Linked DNA regions of Capsicum annuum: region 1 is linked to region 2. A link is a contact called in public Hi-C data. All regions are on one chromosome and are shown on one strand. Each heading gives the region's core, a stretch centred on a gene start, on an enhancer-like site or on the middle of the called end of the contact. The rest is flanking DNA. Distances are from core to core; before and after follow the strand shown. Region 1 overlaps LOC107872837 (a long non-coding RNA gene). Region 2 holds the start of LOC107872838.

The links. Hi-C and Micro-C count contacts between places; a contact is called where the count stands out from the background.
Region 1: a contact with region 2 is called in a Hi-C map of leaf, with 3 times the contacts expected there. The contact joins the enhancer-like site here to the promoter of LOC107872838 in region 2. A contact is called at or near these places in 4 of 5 Hi-C or Micro-C datasets (bud, leaf, pericarp and 1 more).

What each region holds. Positions count from the first base shown.
Region 1 is chr6:188,739,063-188,741,804 of UCD10Xv1.1, forward strand. LOC107872837 (a long non-coding RNA gene) reads right to left here. Exons shown (of 4, transcript XR_007056538.1): 2 at 962-2,742; 3 at 407-466. Among protein-coding and RNA genes, the nearest start is that of LOC107872837, 4.5 kb to the right of the region's middle. Within about 2 kb of position 1,284, at least 2 of the 5 cell types and tissues checked have an H3K27ac peak or open chromatin away from gene starts, as enhancers often do. A contact at or near this core is called in leaf, where this site is marked.
Region 2 is chr6:188,678,322-188,681,278 of UCD10Xv1.1, forward strand. LOC107872838 reads left to right here and starts at 1,258. Exons shown (of 2, transcript XM_016719460.2): 1 at 1,258-1,550.

The sequences.
Region 1 (2,742 bases), core at 34-2,533, 61 kb after region 2:
ATTTGTTTCGAAAAAGAATTATTTACTTTTTTTGATTTAGAGTCACCACTTGACATAATCGGGTGTGCCAAGTTATCTTTGAAAATCCTTTTTCAAAACTATGTTTTGACTGTTTTAAACTGGTTTCAAACAGAGATTTCGACTAAGGAATTCTGTTGACCGAGGGGAAGGTGTTAGGCACCCCTCGATCCCGTGGTTCGACCACGGTCGCTTGGTGGAGCGTATCGATTAATTTTGACACTAAGAATGTATAAACCACACAAAAACACATAAAAAAATCAATCAAACAAACAAAATAAAACAATCCAAAATTTAGCATCCAGTCCAATTATAAAATCCAAAAAAAAATGCAGAAATATAAACCTATCTAACCTACACTAATCCTAACTACGCTCCCGTACTTTACCCGATGTCTCGGGCCTTGATCACGAACCATCTTCGAAGACTTACTACGTCGGGGCATTCCCTGATGAATAAATACATGAAACGTCGAGGCATTCCCCATCCAAATAAATACACTTGAATCAAATACGATAAACTAGAAAGAAACATTCACACACATATTCAAACATTCAACCAAAACACAAGTTCTAAATTTGCCTATCCGCACCTACATTACCTATCCATTTCGGCCTAAACATACTACTATTGTGTTCAACAGCATGAACCGAAATTAATTCGAATTCAGCGTCATCAATATCCATTTCAAGTCAAACCAAACAATTCAAATTACTTCATTAGTCTGCGATTCCGATCCCCCACATTTATACATGACAGTTTTTAAACCCGAGCACAATTATCCTTCCATATCATCATCGATTTCATGCTAAAGACTACTTATTCAGGTAAAACAACATCAATCACCAACAAAAATGTTCAATTAACAAACAATACACTACCACAACATCCACGTACTAAATATCATAACAAGGAAATCAAAGAGTAAGGATTAGAAATGGACCTTCGAAGAAACGATTTCGTGATAATATGAGTTAAGAGAGATCCGCAGTCGAAACCCCGAATAGAAACCTCAACGACGAACCAACTCAATACAAAAACCAAACTCGAAATCTAATTCAAATACCAAATTCACAAAGCAAGGAACCCCAATGATGAATAACCAAATCAGTATCAAGAAACCCCCCACCCGAACAGATTTGAAAATCGATGAAAAGTCTCGAAATTAAACAACCGACCTAGAATTGAACGCCAACAACAAAAATCCAAACCCGATTTCGGGTAGAAAACTGAGGGCGAGTACAAATTTGAACTCTGATGAGCTATCCGCGATAGAAATTGACTGGAATAGATCAGATTCTAGCTAGATTTTGTCCAGAAATTAATAAGACCGAGAGGATTTAGGGGGATTTCAGGATGGAGCAGGCCTAGACGATGAGTTTGACGTCGATTCCGGCTAGATTTCACCGGAATCCGAAAAGAAACGATCAAATAATGGTCTTTTGTTTCGTTCTCTCTCCTCTCTTTCTACTTTTGCGCTCTTTCTTTACTTTTTTGATCACCTACTTCTCGATTTCTCTACTTTGTGCGTGTGAGTTTACTGTGTGTATGTGTGTGCAACAGTGTGTGCGTGAGGATTCTATATTTTTTTTGGAGTGATAAGAGAGTGTTGGTGAAGTTGTTAATGGAGAAGAAAAGAAAGAAAAATGGAGTCCCTTTCCCCTCCTTTTTCAGTTTTGTGCAAATGGTGTATATGTATATTGTGAAGGTGATGTGTAAATGATGATCCTTTCTTTGTTAGGTGTACCTGTGGGTCCCCCTTCTTTTTGTTGTTAATGTATTATGTGAGGATAAAAATGTGAGTGGATATAGAGGTGGAAGCTTTTGATTGGGTAGGCTGTTAGGATAAAGTTTGTTAGGATAGGATCCAAACAAGATAAAATTTGTTAAGGGTTGTTATTTTTGTCATTTTATGGAGGGTATAATCACGTGAGTAAGGGTGTATCATAAAGTGAGGTAAAAATGAATAAAATTGAACTTGGAAGGGACAAAATTAGATGTCTACAACTACCTTGACCACCCCGAGGAGAAATACGCCCTGGATAATCAGGAGGATAGAATGTCGGTGATATCAATAGAACGCCTCCTAAATGCCCCCTAAACATTCCCTTTGGAAGCACCTCCTTGTGCCCATTCCGATAAGACTTCAACAGAACAATAATAGCCCAAAAATTAAGATCCACGAGCTGATTATTTGACAAAAAAATATTAGCCACGCACTTATTATAAGTACCGAACACAGGGAATAGTTGCAAATCACAGTGGAAATGAAATAAGAGATTATAAGATTTACTCCGTAGACTAAATAAATATTCTTGAGCTACTCAATGTGCAAAACATATTTGATAAGAAGCAAAACCCTTTACAGAAAATCTTTACAGAAAATGAAGCACCGAATGCAAATGAGACAGATTATATAATTTGTATACACACCAGCTTATATTCAAAGGTGGTGAAAACCAGAAAGTGTAGTGTTCCCTCACCGAATCAACAATGTCGATAATTGATTCATTTCCCAGCCCATAGAAGGGATCAGGAACAAGCTTGTTCTTTACCAGGTTCCTGAACACTGCAATTTAAATTACAAAGTGATTCCCAGAAGTCAGACGCTAGTCTTCTTTTAGATGCTGTTGGCGTTTACGGAAGAAAATGCAGCCCAAGGATGCTACAAGCCTCACCGAGGTAACCATCTATAGCTTTATAAGTCACACAAATAGGCCATTC
Region 2 (2,957 bases), core at 8-2,507:
AAAATAATAGTGAAAAGTCATTTAAAGGTCATATTTGCGCAGTTTTGAATAGTTAAAAGTCATATTTGTGCACTGTCAAAGTTTAAGGTCAAAGTTATAATTTGGTGTCAACTTTAGTATCATATTTATATATTATACCCTTAGATTTTAAGCTGGACGCGCCCAGTTTTTCGTGTTGAACACGCATTTTGCCATGTAAGATCGGAGGTCATATTTGTGCAGTTTCGAATAGTTAAAGGTCATATTTGTGCACTGTCAAAGTTTAAGGTCAAAGTTATAATTTGGTATCAAGTTTACGATCATATTTATGCATTATCTCTTTTGATAATTATGTCGAATAAAAATCAAAGGCATAATACATAAATATGACCCTAAACTTGACACCAAATTATAACTTTGACCTTAAACATTAATTGTACACAAATATGACCTTTAACTATTCAAAACTGCACAAATATGACCTCCGATCCCATATGGCAAAACGCGTGTTGTACACGCCAAAACTGGGCGCGTCGCGCTAAAAAATTGAGCGTTTCAACAGTAAAAAAAAAAAAGGATAAAATGACTATTATACTCTTACAGTCTTACCAATTCTTTTTTATATATTTAAATAACTTTTCACTATTATTTTTTCATTATTTTCAGCTTAAAGATGAAACTATATTAATAATAAATTAAAAAATTATAGTTTTAATAAAACGTTATTAAATTGAAGTTATTAAATTAACTTTATTAAAATATTATTAAATTAACGTTACTAAAACGTTATTAATAAAACATTATTAATAAAATGTTATAAAGGGCAGTAGTAATAGTATATTAAATTAACGTTATTAATAAAAGGTTGTTAAGGGCAGTAATAGTAGTATATTAAATTAATGTTATTAAAACGTTATTAAGGGCAGTAGTAATAATATATTAAATTAACGTTATTAAAACGTTACTGAGATGAAAATTTTATCAAAATATTATAATAATAATAATAATAATAATTATTATTATTATTATTATTATTAGTCGTAGTAGTAGTAATAGTATATTGATAGAAGCAATAGTAGTACGTAATATGTAGAAATAGTAGTAGTATTATAATAATAATAATAATAATAATAATAATAATAATAATAATAATAATAATAATAATAATAATAACGACATCGTTTTAACTTATAGAAGCAAAACGACGTTATTTTAAGTTTCATATCAAAAGTCCTTCAATTAGCCTTATAATAACGTGACATCGTATCATTGGATTATATATCCACGTAGGTGTAAGTGAAACTCACGAACATTGTAAAATCGGAGGTCATCTTTGTTAGATTTTGAATAGCTAAAATTTTTATTTATGTACTGTTAAAGTTGATCAAAATTATAATTTCGCGTGAAGTTTAAGATTTATTTCCCAAAGCAAACTTTTTCAATCAAATTCATTTGCAGCTGATCCCAGCTTGTTCGAATTGAATATAAAGATGTAGGAATGTTTTGTGTCATGTTTAAGAGAGAGACATTTGTACAAGGTGGGCGTTTTTTTTTTTTTCCTTTTCTGATCGGTAAGTGGCTGAGCTGCTTTTGATTTTTCTACTTTTGCATTCTTTATCTCCCCTTTTGGTCGCTTTAGGCATCCTTGTTCCTACCTATGAAGTAAACCCAGCAAACTTAAAATAATTCTAAAAATTACTTCTTTTTTGAATTGAAACAAGGTTAATGGAGCACAGCTCAGTAAATGAAAACTTCATTTTCTGATTCAGATTACTCTCATATGTATGATGTCTTGATGGTATGTTGACTTCTTGGTCTTATTTACTTATTTGCCTACCTGCTGTTTCATGAATTAGAATCTTGTTTTTACAGTTCCTGGTAATATGCCTTCTTTGCACTTATTGTTCTTTAAATGTCTTAAAAAAAGCTCACCCTGAACTTTCCGCTGTGATTTCCAGCTCTTACGGTTTCATGAGATGAAACTGTTCCTCCCATCCCAATTAATTTGACACCTTTCAAATTTTAAGATTCAAACAAGTCTTTTTTTGACCTAAAAAAATTTTAAAGATTCCATGTCTGAACTCACCATCACAATTAAATTGTTTGACTTTCAAAATTCAAACTCTGCCACATAAATTGGGACGGACGTGTAATAACAAAATTGTGGCCATATTCCCTGATTCATACTCATTTGCTCATGTTTTTCTTTTGTTAGTTTAGTTCAATAAACATATGGTGTGCCTTGATTGAGCTTTAAGGAAATTCATTTAATATCACATTTTTTGTAGGGGTTTTATGTAGTTTAGTTTTGTATATCTTTTTCCTTGGTTTTGTAACTAGACAGATCTCTGCGGAGGACAGATTTCTTTTTGGTACCAGAAATGGAGGCTTGCCTCTAGGTTACTCTGCGATAAGAATGTATCGTCAAGGCTTAAAGGTAAATCCTATAGAGTAGTGGTTATACCAACTTTGTTGTACTAGGTAGAGTGCGGGCCAGTTAAGAAAGCCCACGTCCAAAAGATGAAGGTAGCAGATATGAGGGCGGGCTCAGCTGGATGTGTAGGCACACAGATATGATAAGGATTGAAGTTATTCGGGACAAGGTGGGAGAGGCCTCCATGATGAACAAGACGAGAGAAGTGAGGTTGTGGTGGTTCAGGCATGTGAAGAGGATATAGGGGGATGCGCAAGTTAGGATGTGTGAGAAGTTGGTAGCAGCCAAGAGTTAGGAGAGAGGTAGGGGGAGTAAGAATTGGGGAAGGTGATTAGACGAGATTTGACTTAGCTCTAGTTTACTGAGGATATGACCCTAAATAGAAAGGTTTGGAGGTCGAGAATTAAGATAGAAAGTTAGTAGAAAGCCAGGTGTTGTAGCACTTTATACGTGAGATTGGGGGGCTAGCCTCTTCCTTTTCCTCTTCTCATTTTTGGTAACAATATTTAGTAATTGGGAATCTAGTTCCTCCCCCTTCAGGCAA